Linked DNA regions of Anser cygnoides: region 1 is linked to region 2. The links are chromatin contacts, called in public Hi-C maps. All regions are on one chromosome and are shown on one strand. The core of a region is the stretch at or near the end of the contact, and the rest is flanking DNA. Distances in the headings are between cores, read along the strand shown.

What was found. Hi-C and Micro-C count contacts between places; a contact is called where the count stands out from the background.
Region 1: a contact with region 2 is called in a Hi-C map of liver, with 1.8 times the contacts expected there. The contact joins two enhancer-like sites. A contact is called at or near these places in 2 of 7 Hi-C or Micro-C datasets (both in liver).

The regions. Positions count from the first base shown.
Region 1 is chr16:14,238,338-14,243,155 of Taihu_goose_T2T_genome, reverse strand. The region is part of intron 2 of TOP1 (DNA topoisomerase I); the gene reads right to left. Among named protein-coding and RNA genes, the nearest start is that of TOP1, 23 kb to the right of the region's middle. Within about 2 kb of position 3,070, at least 1 of the 3 cell types and tissues checked has open chromatin away from gene starts, as enhancers often do. A contact at or near this core is called in liver, where this site is marked.
Region 2 is chr16:14,021,348-14,026,748 of Taihu_goose_T2T_genome, reverse strand. No RefSeq gene overlaps it. Among named protein-coding and RNA genes, the nearest start is that of MAFB, 20 kb to the left of the region's middle. Within about 2 kb of position 1,543, at least 2 of the 3 cell types and tissues checked have open chromatin away from gene starts, as enhancers often do. A contact at or near this core is called in liver, where this site is marked.

The sequences.
Region 1 (4,818 bases), core at 1,821-4,320, 210 kb before region 2:
AATGGCAATTTAAGCTTACTTGATTCTTGGGACTGAAATCTGTCTCCAAATCCGAAGATGTAGTATGAAGAAAGGGGGGGGGGGGAAGTCACACTACCATGTCAAAAAAACATTTTAACTACTTGTTACTTCCATGACACTTCTGCTTGAGCAAATGGGCTGAAATTTCTGCCCCAGGTCCAGTGCCTTGATACTAGTTACAGGTTACAAGAGAAACATACGAGCTTTTAAGGCTTTCTCAGAATCATTGGTATATATGAGTGTGGTGTGCTTTCTATTACTGGGACTTTTATCCATCTCAAACTTGAAGCACAAGCAAGAAATCCTTCGCAATTGCAATAGAGGATGTATTGTGTTACAGCAGGGTGATTGTATGTATGCAACTTTTCAGTCTCTTCTCTGGAAAAGGGAAGAAAGTCTTAAAAAACAAAAACAAAAAATGCTTCAGTTCCACTGCTAAATTATGCAGCTGAAAGAGATAATTCAGTAACACTGGATTAGTTTCAAAAACTGGTCAAACTGAAATCTTCTCTCAAGAGCCGTCCTCACCTGAGAAATTGGTGGTCTCTTTACAGCTGAAACACCTCTTAGACCATTTACTACACAACTACAGCATTTTTACAGTTTAGCCTAATTTCCTTCTCATTTGTAGTGACATAACAGTAAGCAAAGCAAAAAGACCCCGTATTACCTCAATGAAACAATTTCACAGATTTTTCTCCTCCTCCCAGGCTCTTCCCAGAAGCAGTCATCTTGAAGTGTAGATGATCAGAAAAAGGCCTCTTACCTTCCAGTTTTATAAGTCAAATTTTACCATTTGTTACCATTTATTTTACTAAATCATATTACTTCTGAGTTCTAATTTCCCATATGCAGGGTATAAAAGACTACCATTTGATTCATTAAGGTTCAGTTGGTTAAATGATGCCTGGAAGGGCTATGAATGCTCAAACACGTGAACGTAGTTCAAGGTGTCTAAAACACTCTTCATATTCCTGGCAAAGAATATGTACTTTTGCCTCAGGCATCTGATCACAACAGTTTAGTGTTGGAGCAACTTTGACAACATATAGATTACACTTGGAAGTAGAAAGATTGTAACGCTCAGTCAATATCAAAGATCTTTAACATGAACAGTGATGTGGTTGGCAGGTTACCTAAACAAATAACTGCAATTCCACGTGTGTAAAGGTTGCTTTGTGAGGCTCTGGTCAATTTATAAACCATCCATCTGAGAAAGGAGCTACTGTGTGGAGATGCAGAAACCCATTTGAAGAACCCATAGGGCTCACAAGGGCAGCCATGTGCAGAAAGCTGGACAGTCTGAGGCACAGGGGATGGGGATCCTCTCTGTCAGACAGGTTATGGCTTTGGGCAAGTCACTTGAATTTACATGTTTTGATTTACAATTTCAAGAGGCACATACAATAATCCCTCCTGATCAATCACTGACTGTCCTGAGTTGGAAGGGACCCATCAGGATCATCAAGTCCAGCTCCTGGCTCCTCACAGGGCCACCCAAAAATCAGACCATGTGTCTGAGAGCGTTGTCCAAACGCTTCTTGAACTCCAGCAGACTTGGTGCGCTGACCACTGCCCTGGGCAGCCTGCCCCAGTGCCTGATCACCCTCCGAGTGAAGAGCCTTTCCCTAACACTCAGCCTGACCCTCCCCTGTCCCAGCTCCGTGCCGTTCCCTTGGGTCCTGTTGCCGTCCCCAGAGAGCAGAGCTCAGCGCCTGCCCCTCCGCTCCCCTCGTGAGGGAGCTGCAGGCCGCCATGAGGCCTCCCCTCAGCCTGCTCTGCTCTGGGCTGAACAAACCCAAGGACCTCAGCCACTCCTCATACAACTTGCCTTCCAGACCCCTCACCATCTTTGTAGCCCTCCTTCGGAGGCTCTCTAATAATTTTAAGTCCTTCTTATGTTGTGGCACCCAAAACTGCACACAGTGCTCGAGGTGAGGCCGCACTGGCGCAGAGCAGAGCAGGAGAATCCCTTCCCTCGCCAGGCTAGCCATGCCGTGCCTGAGGCACCCCAGGACAGGGTTGGACTTTTGGGCTACTGGGGCATGCTCCCGATTCATATTTGGCTTGGCATTGACCAGAAACCCCAGATCCCTTTCTGCGGGACTGCTCTCCAGCCTCTCGTCCTCATCTATACGTACAGCCAGGGTTGCCCCATCCCAGGTGCTGAATGTGGCACTTGGTCTTGTTAAACTTCATGCAATTAGTGATTGCCCAGCTCTTTTAATTTGTCAAGATCTCTCTGCAAGGCCAGAGACCAGTGTGGAAGAGCTTTATATTTTTCTACAATGTTTGTATTGCAGTTGGAGAAAGTCACAGTATGATCATGGTGTTCCAGTAATTGATTACACTGTTTCTGGACTTTGTTTAAGTGGATTGTCATTGCTGTAGCTGAAAAAAAGGGGAAGAAAAACTATTGTACAGAAAACAGAATTGCATCCAGGTATCAGGGACAACATCTGTATGCAGCTAGAAGTCTCAAAAACAACAAAAACCATACCAAACATACCCAGAAGGTGTTTTACAGACAGATGACGGTATTGTGGATGATACTCTGGAACACAAAACCATAATCTAAAATAAACTTCCCATCTGAAACGGGATAAGTCACTTACTGGCCTAATGGCCCTATTTACGCAACTACAGAATACACATAAAACATTTACCCTGGAAAGGTATTGCAGGTCTGTTTGCTGTGCTGTTTTATTTCTCCAATAGCTGGCTGCAAAATATTTGGAGTCCTGAAATGAGAGTGACTAAAACACCGAGACCAGGATTTGAGACCCCCATAGCCATTACCTCGATCAGAGTAATTCACCAGAACATCATCATCTGATCTGACTGAAATACAGTTTGGGCAAGCAATGCTTCCTAAGTGTGACATTCAGTGAAAGAAGCAGGACCAGGCGTTCAGTTTGTGCCAAGAAAGGAGGTAAACCACTACGACAGCAAAACAAGATTGCTGGGCTTCCAATTCCTCGTTTTTAGTGCCATAATTAAAAGAACATGTACACCTTTCAAAATCAACTTCACGTGCAATCCTTTACCTACAGTGTTGAAAGGCATCTCCGCAATCAACACTGCTGCGGATTCTCTCTGGCCTGTTGTGTACTTTTATGTATTTTATTATTTACACAATAATATTTTGCATTTTATTATTACACAGATGTGCCTGTACACTAGACAGCCTATTCTGACTCTAAATAGATATCAAAGCTATTTCTAAATACTCAAAACCCTTTCTGAAGTCTAATTCAAATGAAGTACAGTTGCTGTGCTATCACAAACTTACTTTGCTTCAGGTGTATCACTGAATCAGGTGCACCAGTCCAGGGAGGCTGACACTTTCTTAACAGTGTTTAAAGAAACCTCTCTGTTTTCCTTCATAAACTATAGTAAGACACGAATTTTATGCTTTACTGCCAAACATCTAAATCAATTTTGACTAAACACAAGTGGAAAGCAGCTCTTGGTTGGAAGCTTCATATACTCATTATTTATTTTCCAAACATACAAGGGAAAAAATAGAGGAAAGAGACAAGAAAGCTTCATTGAGAACAGAGTCTGGAAAAGTACAACAGAATAAGCAAACAGTTCATCCTAAGGCAGTAACTTAATAATAAACCGACTCCAGCAAAGTGCATTCTCCCTTTTCCAAGGGTTCAAATGAAGACATATATCAACACTAAGTAGATTTGAGTCAACCTGTTTTCCCGGGTAGTTCTTCCAAGACAAAGAACTGCTGCATCCTCCTCTCCTGTTCACAAAGTAGTCCACCAAGCAAACATCTGGTCTGAGCCAGAACCGACCACTTGGTATCCTGCGCTTCTGCTTTCCTAAAGCTTGAAAACTGCCTAATTTTGATGGGAAGAGTAAAGCCAATGACCTTACAGCCCCTCTCCACACTTTTTTCAGTTATCTGAGGCAAGATACACCAGAGGGGCAGACAGATATTGTGTTTTTTTCCTTAAAAGGATTTTGCTGGGATACTTGGCTTCAGAACAAGACAGACCCCTTAGTTGCTGCATTCTTCATTAATCTTGTAATCCGATAAATAGATAAATTGCTGAAGAAATGTCTCCAGCCTCTATCTATAGGAATAGAATAATTCCTGTGAACTTATTGAGAAGTTCCACTTTCTCCCCAGTGAAGTTTTATTATGCAAGCAAGGATCTTACACAGCTTTTAAAATACAAAGTTTGCAAAACAAGATTAACGCACCTTCTGCTCCACCGAAACCCCAGGGCAACTTCAATCTAAGGAAGAAAGGTAAACAATGTGACAGAAGTGCTAACAGGGAGAGAGCACAGTGGCACAGCACCAAGTCTGCAAGCTGAGCTGCACACTCGTTTATCCTTCCAAAACTTTAAAGCTTATCATGGATAGGTTAAGGAGGCCAGAAAAAAAACAAACACAGACTGATCATTCCTATATTGTGTGACTGAGGCCTCAGGGACATGAATGAAGTTAACCTGAAGCAAATGTCACTGCTGGCATTTCATCAATCTAAACAAACCTGCAGAAGTTGGGTTGATAAGCAAGACATGCTGTGAGAGCTTATTCAGAAAGGGAAGGGCAGATATTCTTCAATACACTTGTTTTGAGCCCTTTTTTTTCCCCCAGCTGGATTAATCACTCAGTTTCTGTGCACCAAATATTTTCACCTGCTAGGGAAATACTAAATTCTCTGATTATCAGCAATTAACGCTTAAATAATTGAGATGCTCTGTGTTACAAAAGGACGATGACCTTACATTGCTATACTGAATGTATTCTGCAGCAACCCAACAGCAGACA
Region 2 (5,401 bases), core at 294-2,793:
TGTGTTGTGCTAAAATAATTGACAGGTTGATAGCTGTGAAGTGTTTCCAATCCAATAAGATACAACATAGTATTTCCAATAACAACACCGATATGCAAGGATTTACAATGGTTACCAATTTATTACAGAGATGATGGAGTTCTAAGTTGTGAGCAACTTGTATGTATTTCAGCTCCATGATCAGTGTCCTCCAAACTATTGCTAATCCAGTCATTTCTTTCATGAATAAACGAGCCATGAATATGCATATTAGATGTAGCACAGCATGGGCTGCTCTGCCACCTTACATCCAGAAGGTCATGGACATTTCTTAGATGCTAAATATTCCCTCCACCTCGGCTAGGTATAGAGCAGCTCCCTGGTTTCCTAATGCTGTTAAAAGGAGGTGTAATTGGGTAGAAACCCTCAAGTACTTACTCTCTGGTGGTTCATTTGGAAGAAAGGGGAGATAGAATTAAAAGGATGGGGTTGGAAATGAACCTGCCAGACACTCGCAGGCAGCTCATCAGTCAGTGAAGGGGAACCTGATGGCTCTGCTTCCTCCAGCAGCACTGCACAGCCCTCGGCTGGGGCTAGGAGCTCGGCTGCACTCGCCTTGCTGATCCATCTCAGCTGGGATGGGTAAATCCTCTGCTCCATCCCCTGCTTGAAAATATCATCAGGGATCTTCAAATAAAAAATCAAATTCCTGCATCAGCCAGGCCCCTGGGTACTGGCGGAGGATGCACTTCTCCCTGCCTTCTCCTCTTCCCTTCCCTCCCAAGAGGTGTGCAGGCAGTATGGGCTATTCTCTAGCTAGTATTCTCTGCTAACCAGGAGAATCAAAAAAAAAAAAAAGAAAAAAAAAGTTTGGAAAATGAAAGACCTCTTCCATTCACTCATTTCCCTTGTGTCCTTGGAGTTAAGGGGGTAATTTGGATCTTCTTAACCAAGGTTTTATGCTGCAGAGGGACTCTGACATTGGTGGAGAGTAAAGGAATGAGGCTTCTGCTAAAACAACCCAACAAAAAGTCACAGAGGTTCCTGACTCAGACCTCTTCTCAGGGCTACAGGAACACAAACAGCAGCAGGTAAAATCTGTGGCTTTTTATGCAAGTTTTGTTTAAAAGAGGAATACCTTTGGACTGTTTTTTTCTTGTAAGGCAAACATTTGTTTTAAGCAACCATCCAGATATTTCCAGCAAGGTTCAAGTACCAGGGATATCCTTTCCACACCCTGCCCCCAAAATTAACAAGAGAGAAGGCACATAATATCCTAGAGTAACAATTAACCTTCAGCAGGCCTCCTTGTCACACAGCATATGCAGATTCAGGAGGAAGAAAAGCTCAAATGAATGCACACCGAAGTACCGTCCTTTCTGATCCTTACTGGAGGACACAGGTTCATAAAGAAGTCCATTAGAAAAATGGACCCAATTCTGCAATGGGCTCTTGTGAGGCACAGGGGTAAACGTGGTTGTCCTTCTCCAAGGTCTTACTGCAAGGCTAGAACTTTCAACAGGAATTTACTTAACTACTGGGTTATTGAAAACATATTTGTAACTCTATTTACACCTAACCATATATACAACTAGATAACTCTATATAATTATATATATATAGTCATAGTTATACACACTGTTAGAATGAATGTGACTACCATTGCATTTGCAATTATCTGACATTTTTCATCAGATGAGCTCAGTGGGCCTCAAAAGCTCCAACCTGGAAGCAAAAAATGCTGTTCAAGTTTTCCAGCAGTAACCTATGAAGGGAACCAGTGTGGAGTTCCCGCTTCCCACCCAAAGTGGTATTGCTCTGGTCTCCATCTGCGAAAAAAAAAAAAATCTTACTGTTCAAACTATGGCAATTCTTCTCCAAAGGATGCTTTTGTTGTCAGAGACGTGCTTGTGTTTCCAGTGTTATGTGTAATTGCTCCAAGAGGAGAGATATTACAGGAGGTTATTAAATTATTTACATGGTACGCAGGATTGGATTATAATTTCCAGAGGAAAGAAGCCCAACACCTATCCAAAGTTATTCAAACAGATTAAATACAGCCACTGGTCTTAAATCCAGGCAGTGGGCTGGTTTCACCACTGCATGAAATAAATCTGGGTAGGTCAGGTTGGCTCCCCCCCCACTGCCCATTTTCTTTACCCAACCTGGCTTAGACCGCTTCACTCAAATATTTTCTTTCACATGTTGCTGGCAAAAGCATCAAAACCATAGCTGGGCTTGTATTACAGCTGACAAATCACAGTAATTTGTGATCAGAGCTACTGCAGTTTCTTGGAGCAACTCGTGCAGCCACGGGGGCCAAGTGCGACTGACTGCCCTGCGACAATTACCTGCTAGAATTTCTGAGTGCTGCCAAGTAATTCAGGTTAACAGCTCTTTTCCTTGCAGAGGCACCTTGCAAAGCAGGGCTGGCCCCACAGTACCTCATCGGGATCGGTCCCAGCAATCAGAGGAGCTGCATTACTGGGATTAAATTGGCCACAGAGGTCTGTGATGTTGAGAAGATTGTTATTTTCAATGAAAAAAAAAATACAAAGTCAATTTAACAGCTCTCTGAGCATCCCTGGTCAATGGAGGAGGTTAGCCCTGGGAATTAAAATAGGACCCTGTCCTGTTTTTCATCCATGCAGGCACCTGCTATGTTCCACTGATGGATGTGAATGGTCGCAGGTCCCTGCATGGGGAGAGCAAGGGCTGCTCCCTAGCACATGTTGCCACCACAGTCATTTTACAGCTAACAAAATTACATTTTTTTTTTAAAGAGTGCTTACATTCCTTGAGAAACCTAAGTAACCTGCTTGTAATGAAAAGTGAAACTCTCAGCATCATTTCAAGGTACAAACACCAGTTCTATTCAGGAGAAGTTTCAGGGCCTCTTTTTCTAAATTTAGCCAGGTTTCAACATTACTGGAGGACAACCAGTCACAGCCTGGATTCCTCATTTGATTTTGCCCTTTCTTTTTAAGGGTTCCTTTATTTGTCTGAAGTGTTATAGAACATACTTTAAAGTTGATGCATTTCGATCATTCCCATTTTACAAACTGAGTTTTCAGCTTGCAGCTCCTGGCTTTGCCAAGAAGAGTTTCCAATACCTTTGCAGACTGGTGTATTGTCTGATGGACTGCATCTTCAAAGGCTACCTCTCTTTGGGGGAGCAAAGCTGGCAGTTTTATTATGCTGCATGACACAAGGGTCTTTTGAGGGCACTTTGCTCTTTTTTCTTTCTAGGATTCCTTACTCCAAAATAGAAATAACTTTAAAGAAAGAGTACAAGACTTCTCTTTGCATATTCAGCTAGCTAACTGTCATGATTTTATGGGGAGTCTCATGACACTTGGCATTTTTCTTAAGATCTTAGACCTTGGAGTCATGTATATACCAATCTTGGCATTAATGAAGAGGTTTCCACTATCCATGGATGTGGAGAGAATGTGAAAATCCAGAGAGCAGGAGGGAAGAGCCCGGAAACTGCTTTTAACCAAAGCTTATGTTTTAGGAATGAAAATCCCAATTCTTGGAGGGGCAGGGAGGTGTGGAGGCAGGAAAGATAGGGCTCCTTTGCCCAGCGTTGAGCTATGATAACTCTGCCACTGAAACACATCCTCTGAACCTCAGCCCTCTGTTTCGATCGTGTTAGGCTAATTGGAGTCAGAGCCCATTCAAACTTACAATAGGAAATGAGATTTGGGGAAAACCCACACCCAGAAGACAGGATTAAAAGGAGCTTCCTCTAACCCTAGCCCGAGTCTTGCAGACTGACTGCGAAAGATCTAGGCACGCTAAATTTAATCTAAAATTTAGAATTCTAAAGTGAAATTAAGCAGAAGAGAAATACTGTCACTAACTCAGCTGACAAGAGAGGAGCCAGTGGATCCTCACAGCCTGCAGGTCAGCACCCAACTTCATCTTATCTGGGGCATTGCCAACCGAAGGACTATGAGCATTGTTCAAGTAGCTCCAGGCCACCACCAAGCTCTCTGTAAGGACGGAGGCCGTCGGTCTCTTCTCTCATAGTTAGGTTTTTCAGGACAAGGATTCCTGGGCCCATGCAGAAGAGTTTTTCCTTAAAGCTCCCACGGGGAAGCAGAGTGGATAATCCAGATGACAGAACAGGCCTTGCTCACTTCAGTACTTTTTCCTGTGTCGTAACAGACGCTTGATAACAAAGCAGACCTGCATAAGCAAGTCAGCCCATGGCAAAAAGAGTAATCCACTTAAGTTGGGTGGTTTCTGTGGTGCAATACAGCATAACCCTGCTTCCCCTCTGGCAGTCCTCGCTAGAATCTAAGACTCATTATAAGTAAAACAAGTTTGTGAGGCTCAGACAAGAGACCACTTTGTAAAGTAACTTGTGCGTGCATGACTTGAAAGAGCAAGAAGAAAACACACTTAGGACACGTTATTACAGGAGCTGGCAGCAGGTAAAGGCATCTTTTCTGGCTTTAACTGGTTTATTAGCAACAGGACTGCAGCACCATGGCTGTGAGTTAGCATGAACTGGGACTCCACTACACCTGGCAATGTTCTGGTCCTAAAAAGCCTGTGCATGGAGGGGCTCTTCCAAGCTGTGTAGGTAAGGCAAAGGCACAGCACATAGCTGCCTCTGAAGCTTTGCAAGGTTTGAATCTTTTATCCCTACATTTCTCTGTTAAGCACTGCTCCTAGATCGAGCATCTTTAAACTTCGCTGCACAGAGTTTAGGATTCTGCAAGCGAACCCAGGGCAGGTTAGTAGCAGGCACGAGGCATCGGCAATAGCAACTTCCCAGCCCTTTGCAGCTCTAGGTCTGCCAGAGCCTAAAGGAACCACGGAGCAGGCTCACACATCACCCTGCCCCTGGCAGCACAGGCACTGATTCCTCACCCTGCACGGGTGTCTGCTGCTGCAGGAGGAGCCAGCTGAGCTGCACGAAGCCCTCGCAGCCGGGCCCTTGGAGGAGCCTGACCTACTTTGGAAGAGGGATGTCAGAGTTTGCATTCTTCCTCCCAACCTTTAGCAGCCGCTCTTTATGTAGGGCCTCCAACACCACTCATTAGAGGGGTGTCAGCAACCTGGCTAGAATGCACTTCACTGAGATCAAAGCAGCATGCAAAAATCCCATATTCAGTGTATTTATTAGAGATCAAATAACACCTATAAAGCATACGATTTTTTTTCGACTCTACTGATCCTACATTGAGCAGCTGCTTATCTCGTATATTATGGAGATCTTCCTCACAGTAACACAGAGCTAGGGAAGTCAGGTTTATTTAAAATTTTTCCTTTCTTTTTTTTTTTTTTTTTTTTTTGACTTTCTCTCCCAGCCTTCTCTCAGCCCCTACAAGCAGGAAACAAAAACAATCTCAAGCTTATCTACACCCTACTACTTCTACTGTCACCTCATAGCAACCAACCAGCTCTT